Regions from separate parts of the Muntiacus reevesi genome. Here region 1 is linked to region 2. A link is a contact called in public Hi-C data. All regions are on one chromosome and are shown on one strand. Each heading gives the region's core, a stretch centred on a gene start, on an enhancer-like site or on the middle of the called end of the contact. The rest is flanking DNA. Distances are from core to core; before and after follow the strand shown. Region 1 holds the start of RPL7 (ribosomal protein L7). Region 2 holds the start of ELOC (elongin C).

Evidence for each region. A called contact is a pair of places that touch in the nucleus more often than the background predicts.
Region 1: a Hi-C map of muscle shows a contact between it and region 2, with 7 times the contacts expected there. The contact joins the promoter of RPL7 here to the promoter of ELOC in region 2. A contact is called at or near these places in 2 of 3 Hi-C or Micro-C datasets (blood and muscle).

The regions. Positions count from the first base shown.
Region 1 is chr12:42,551,005-42,554,778 of mMunRee1.1, forward strand. RPL7 (ribosomal protein L7) reads left to right here and starts at 2,244. Exons shown (of 6, transcript XM_065903340.1): 1 at 2,244-2,389; 2 at 2,653-2,819; 3 at 3,278-3,415; 4 at 3,534-3,643. The coding sequence starts at 2,387.
Region 2 is chr12:41,971,383-41,974,887 of mMunRee1.1, forward strand. It overlaps ELOC (elongin C), which reads left to right and starts at 1,758. Exons shown (of 4, transcript XM_065902834.1): 1 at 1,758-1,901.

The sequences.
Region 1 (3,774 bases), core at 994-3,493, 580 kb after region 2:
CTGCCCCGGGGGCGCTGGTCAGAGCTGCTGGGACCCGAAGGCTGCGCCCCGCGCCCGCCCTCGAGGTGCCCGCTGGGCTGGAGTGCGCGGCGCCGCTACCCGCTCGCGCGGGGCCACTCCCGCCCGGGCTCGGCGCGGTGGCCCCAGGCTGTGCCCGGCTCGGCGCCTCCTGCCGGCTGCCGCCCGCCGGTCCTGGAGAGCTCGCCCCGCCGGCCGGTCCCGCTGCAGCGGCGGTGACAGCCGCGAGTTAGGCGGCGCGCGCGGCTCTCATGGCCAAGGCGCCGCCGCGGCTCCCTCTCACTCCCGGCGAGGGGCGCGCGGCGGAGACGGCACGGTCCGGCCGGCAGCCGCGGGAGTTGTCAACTTGACCCAAGTTGCGAGAGGGTGGGAGAGTGGGGTGCGGGGCAGCGGGAGCGCCGGGAAGAGGGGACTCGATCGGCGCCGGCGAGCGCTCCCCCTCGTCTTGCGGCTGCCTTCGCGGTCTCGTGGCCCTGGCCCTGCGCCCCCCCGAGGTTGTCACTCGGGCACCGGGTTTCGCAGCGCAGCGCCGCTGGCGAGTCGGTGCGCCGCCGGCCGCCGCTGAGCGGGCTCCACGCTCCGCGATATATAACCCTCGACCGGGAAGAGCCGGCGGCGGCATCGGCCCTCCCCCAGCTCGGCCCTCCCCGCCCCCCGGGCGCACCCCGCCCCCGGCCCAGCCCCCCGCCCGCCCGCCGTCCGCCGAGCAGCGGCGGGGCAGCCCCTCTCACATGGCCGTGGCCGCAGCCTCCAGCCCTCCTCGCACCTCCCATCGCGGTTCACGCCCCCACCCCCACCCCCGCCGTGGGGCGTCCCGACCTCCACCCGCCAGGCCGGACAGTCGGCAGCGCCCGGGCTGTCCTCCTCCGGCCGTCCGGTCCTCGCTTGTCCCCCGTCTAGTCACTTTCGTTAACCCAGGGGTTCTGGACGACTCCACCGGCGATCAGGCGCTGCGGAAGACAGCCCTACAGGCTGGAGGAACGAAGACAAGGACCTCGGCAGCGCGGCAACGGGCGTGCCAGTCGGCTGCTGGGGTTAGCGAAGGGCCGGGAAGGCGGCCACAAGCCGGGAGCAGCCTAGAATCGTAGTTGGCCCTTTGGATCGAAGGCCAAGAGGCTCTCCATTTACCCGACTGGGACCACCACGGCCGCGCTTCCCTACCGACCCGGACCGGCGTTGCCCTTTCGGCGGGCGGGCCGTGAACGTGATGCATGCCGGGATTTGTAGTTCGCGCCCCGCCGACGCATCGTTTGCATACATTACTGGGTAGAATTCGAGCCGTATCCTGTCGACGCAGCCTGAAGATTAGGACCCCGAGTAGTCAAGGAATCGGTACTCTTTGCTCTCATCGTACCGATTAAAGAGTCTAGCCAATGCATTCATTTTTCCCATACACATTTTACCAGAAACTTGGTTGTAAAGAGGCTGAGTCAGGCAGTTCTTACTTCTGCGTCTGCGAGTCGAGTTTTTAGTTCCGAGTTCTTTTCTGGCTTATCCCGAGACACCTATGAGTCTGGGGCTTCACGCTCGCCGTCTTTAAGTGGACAGCGCGCATGCGTCAACTTCCTCTTTCCCGGCTGGAACCATGGAGGGTGCAGAGTAAGTTTCTCCTCGTCGTCTCGAGTATCCTCCTCCATCCCCGAAACCAGAGCCCTCTAGTCTCTCTCTCCCTCGTTCCGTCTGTAGCCTGTATCTTTGCCAACATATCTGTGTGTTTGTGACGCGCTGTGACATTACCAGTGGTCTCAGGCTAAGATGGGATTCAAGCGGCCTTGGGGAGGAGGTCTTGGAGGTACCGGGAACAAGGTGTGAGAGCTAAATATATGTGGGGTTGTCCAGTCCCTCGTCCTAGGAGGGAGGGTCAGAACCTCTGAATTGGGTTCTTCCTTAGCTGACTTTTGCCCCACACGTCCCTGGTATCAGGCCTTTGCTTAAACATGTGGAACTTGAAGTTTGAACCGGGGTGGTGGTAGGTGGTTTACGAGTTACACTAATAGTCTAGGGGTCAGTGTCTTGCAGCTGTCTTTTACTCTGTGTTTCGCTGTCGCTATTTTTGTTGTTTTGGGACCCCGGGACTGATTGCAGGTTAAATGTGAATTTGTTGCCTATCATTCTTTTAAAGACAGTGGTCCGTGTTAGACATAAAGATTACAGGTATAGCATACTAGAACAGTTAAAGGTACGTTGAGAGCGTGCTCGGTACTGAATGGGGAGTGATGTGCTGTGGGCCTTTTGAACTCTTTTTCTGTCTGCTGTTGTCAGAGAGAAGAAAAAGAAGGTTCCTGCTGTGCCAGAAACCCTTAAGAAAAAGCGAAAGAATTTCGCAGAGCTTAAGATCAAACGCCTGAGAAAGAAATTTGCCCAAAAGATGGTAAGTAAACTTTTTGACGCACCAGTAAAGAGGTCCTGTGATTGAAAATTAGTCGGATATTTTTAACAAGGCTTATTTCAGTTCCTATACCCGTCAGTGTGGTTAACTTTTAGAATGATCTTTTCTAATTAAGTTGGTGTCCTCTTGGAATGTTAATGTGTATGGTGGTGAGAAAGTTTCAAGAGAAGAGTGTTCTATTTACTAGTATTGCTAATTGTGTTTGGGAGCCAAAAAGCAGATGAATAAGAATGTTGGTTTTTCAGCTTCGAAAGGCAAGGAGGAAGCTTATTTATGAAAAAGCTAAGCATTACCACAAGGAATACAGGCAGATGTACAGAACTGAAATTCGAATGGCTAGGATGGCACGAAAAGCTGGCAACTTCTATGTACCCGCGGAACCCAAATTGGCATTTGTCATCAGGATCAGAGGGTAAGTTCAATGTTTATTGCATTCTAGTCTTAAAGGGAAAGCTGTCCACTCTCAGCAAAATTTCACATTTGTGGGGACCTTGGTTCTCATACACTGGAACAGAAACTTGAATGGTAAGTGGAATGGGGTGGGGGAGTATTTTAGTGATGATAAGCCCTGTGCCCAAAGCATCTGTCCATTCTCTCATTGAACACTTGAGTTCAATGTCCTGGAGAATGACTTAAAACAGGTCTATATAAGAGGAAGTAATAAGAGCATTGGGGAAATTTTTGAATATTTTGGGGAGGCAAGTTGACAGGTGATAGAATACAGCTATAACTAAAGGAAAGAGTGGTCTTGTAACAGGAGAAGATTCCTATTTGGGTGTGACATGTTGCCCAAAAATGTTAGTTCCCTGTCTTTTTATTGTAAAAAGTGTGATGAAAGCTAAAGGAATTTTCTGTGTTTTTTCCTTGCAGTATCAACGGTGTGAGCCCAAAGGTTCGAAAGGTGCTGCAGCTCCTTCGCCTCCGGCAGATCTTCAATGGCACCTTTGTGAAGCTCAACAAGGCATCAATTAACATGTTGAGAATTGTGGAGCCATACATTGCATGGGGGTAGGTGTCTTTGACTTCTTTTTTGGTAAGTTGGCTGCATTAGTGAGATGAATTATAGAGGTTTTGACAGTCATAGTCTTATTTGGTCATTTGTGTCGGTTTTTCTTCTCATATTTAGGTACCCAAATCTGAAGTCTGTAAATGAATTGATCTACAAGCGTGGTTATGGCAAAATCAACAAAAAGCGAATTGCCCTGACAGACAACGCATTGATTGCTCGATCTCTTGGTAGGTTCTGCCTCTTTGGGGAAAGGTAATTATTATAAAATTTATTGTATCAGACAAGCTGTTTTTTGGTGTCTTGAGAAACCTTCCCTTATTCCATATACTATTTATGAAAAAATGGAAGGTGTGATTTT
Region 2 (3,505 bases), core at 508-3,007:
TGCATTTTTAAAAAACAATCCTTGACTAGATTTTAGCCCTAAATCTGGCATTAGTTAGCCTCAGCATCCTCACCTGAAAAATTCTATCATTCTCTAGGCAACTAACATAGTGATCCTTTTAGAAGGTGATAAGGAATTGAGGAAAGGGACATTTTAAGGGGTGAAGACAACACTCCTGAAGTAAAGGAGGAAAAGTTCAGTCGAAAATGAGCCCACAGACTCCTCATCCCATTGCCTCTCCACCTTACCAAACTCTATTCTGAGCTAATATAACCAAAAAACCTTAATCATTTTTGCAAAGGCTTGGAAAAATTAACCCCCAACAGTCTGTCTGGATTGCTTTTGCAACACTTTTTAATCTGCCAAATGAACTAAAAGTGTCTTTCAGGCAAAAGTCACTAATTAGGTCAACAAACTCTGGGTGCCTGTGTTTTCCTTTTGTGGACATCATTACACAGCAGTCCTAGTTGAGCAACTTGCAATGGTGAGAGTCTTGGCCCTACATTCCTTTCATGCCTCAGTCCAGTAAACAGAGGGTGAACTTTATTTAGCTGTTTCACTCTTCCTGGAAGGGTGCCTAAATTTCACCACAGGAAAGCAAGTAAAGGCGGCTCTGACTTATGATAGTTCAATTTATAATTTCTTGACTTTATGATGGTGCAAAAGCTGTAAGATTCAGAAGAAACCATACACAATTTGGAATCTTAATCTTTTCCTGGGCTATATACAGTATGAAAGATGCAGTAGAATACTCTCTCCTCGGTTTTGAAGCTTCTAATCACTTACCCAATCAGGAGAGTAAACCACCTATACACTTACATTCTGTTTTTCACATTCAGTACAGTAATCAATAAACTACCTAAGATAATCAACACTCTATTGTAAAATAAGCTTTGCATTTGATGATCTCTGCCCAACTGCCGGCTGATATAAGTGTTCTGAGCACAGTCTAAGGTAAGCTAGGCTAAATTGTGTTGAATAGGTTAGGTCTAACCAATGCATTTTAGACTGGTATTTTCAACTTCCCATGAGTTTTCAGGATAGAACCCTATCTTAAGTGGAGGTTAGATCTGTAAAAAGGATAGGCAGATGGGAGGAGTGGGGAGATAGTGCGCCGAGGAGATAGTGGGAGAAGACAGCAGAGGAAGGAGTGGCAGAGAGGGCGTGCAGTGACAAAGATGGTGTCAGAATTGAGTACTCGTGGCCGTAGTTTCTGTGTATGATTTCAGAATCCAAATGAGCAACCGGATGGCTTGGAGGGAGACAGGAGATGGGGTGAAGGCCTCCGAGTGGGGGTGGGGGGCGTGGCTGTTTTCAGTAAACACTGAAAGTACCGGGAAGAGAGGAAATGAGGCCAGCGATTTCACGAGTTGCCGAGATGCTCTTCAATAAGCTCTGCAACTTTTCACAAAAGACAGAAACTGCTTCATAAAGAGCACGATCTTGTTAGCATAGAAACCGCACCCCCACTTTCCGACGTTTCTTCTGCGGACGTCTGCTACCTCTAGGCTTACCCGCAAAGGAGGGGCAGGGACAACCTCCAAAATTATCAGACTCTTTAAGACTCGGCGTGAGAAACTACAAGTTCCAGGTTGCAGCGCTGACTCCGCCAAACATGTCAGTACCCACCAGAGAAACTACAAATCCCAGGATGCAATGCTGCCTCGGACCACCCCCGACCCCCTCCATTCCCAGCAACGCTTCAAGGATGAGGTCCCTTCGGAAATCAGATTAAGGTCGGCGCTGCATGCTGGGAATCAGAAGACCCAAAATAGGATTGGCTGAGACTTTTCCCGGCACCGCCATCCTCTCAGGCTGGCCCGTGGGAGAAGGGAGGGGGCGCTGCGCACTTCCTGTAGACGCCGGCAAGCAACGGCCTCGGCGCGTCTCCGCCTCACCAGGTACTAATCTCCCGCGCGTAGAAGGCATCTGTGACCCAGCGGAAGTGATTCCTTTTGCTGCCCCGGAACCCACGGCGGCAGGCAGCTGGGGGTGGGGGGGGTGGCCCTGGTGTAGGGGCTGTGGCGGTGCGCGGGGACCCGGTGCGGTGGCTGCGGTTGCTGCGGAGCTGACGAGTGAGTCTCGGGCTGGGGTGGGAACGGAGCTCTAGGCCCGCGTGGGGGACGAGGGAGGCTCGTACTGGGTGCTCTCGCCATCCCACTTCCCACCCCTTCCCATTTGGGCGGGGAAGGAACGGAAGCTTAACCTTCCCCTGCCGCTTCGGCTCCTGGTTTGGGGGAGGGGAGAGGAGGGCGGCGGGACCTTCCCTGGCGCCGCTCGGTGGGCTTGGAAAAGGGAAGAAGGAGGGGCGGCGGCTGGCGAGACTGGGCCTCTTCGGGGTTGAGCGCGAGGAGGGTGGAGTTAGGAGCATGGCAGCCCTGTCGCTTTTCCTTTTTTGCTTTCTCCGGGTGCACTCAGGCTCGTCCATTCCTTGGAGTCGGTCCCGTCACAGAAGAGGGCCCTCGCTCTTTGCTGTAGCGGGTCACCGAGAACTTTACCTTAGGGGCAACTTGTTGGGTGATCTCTGCCCGACTTGGTTTGGGTCTGTCGAGCATCTGCCGCCCAGTCTTATCTGATGGAGGCAGGTAGTGTCAAGTACGGTGGCCATTAAGTTTCTCCTGTGGACCTCTTTAGTATAGTTTATGGAGTTCGAGTTATTAGTGCGAGCATTTCTACTCTGCGTCGCCTTCAGTATAGGAAACAACCGAAATCCTTTAGAGTTTTAAAACCTTATTTTCAAACTGCCAAATTTGTTTTTTGATCTCCAGATAGTTTTCCTGTTTTGTTTAGTGGACTAAAATGAGACATCTCCGATCTCGTTTAGATTGTAATTGTGGTATAATTCATGATGTTGAAACATCACTGTTCACAAGTGAATTCCTTCATTTCGGAGATAAAATGGCAAAGAGACAACTATGGTCCCTGTCGTCTGAATATTAAGTGCTTATTGCCAGTGATGATTTTGGCCTCATAATTTTTAAATGACTGTTCTTTTTCCTTAAGTATGACTGTCCTTTTTCCTTAAGTATGAGATCGACCTAATAACCAATAACTACCATTCCAAAGTATATATATAAATTTATTTCAAATGGAAGATGCTAGTTTCTTTGCATTGTGGTAATTCTGTAATATGATTAGGCAATAGTTTGTAGTCAGAAGTTAGAGTCAGTTCTATACATCAAGTAATAAAGTAATATTTGTATCTTATAAATTGCTTTTTTGGATTTTTTTTTTTTTGTAGATTTTTCAATATTAGGAAATAATCTGGAAAGTCTTTGTATTTACATTGGTATGTGTTAATGCATTTTAGGTAATCCTCCTAAACGTTTACTGTTCCATTATTAAATAAGATCAGAAAAATCTCATCAGTGATTTCAAGCTTTGGTGATTAAGAAAACTATAGTGCCATTCACTCAAATATTTATTGAGCATCTTCATCTTCTATATATAAGGCACTATATATGAGGCCTGCCCTCTTGGAGCTTGAGAAAAGAGAGACTGTACA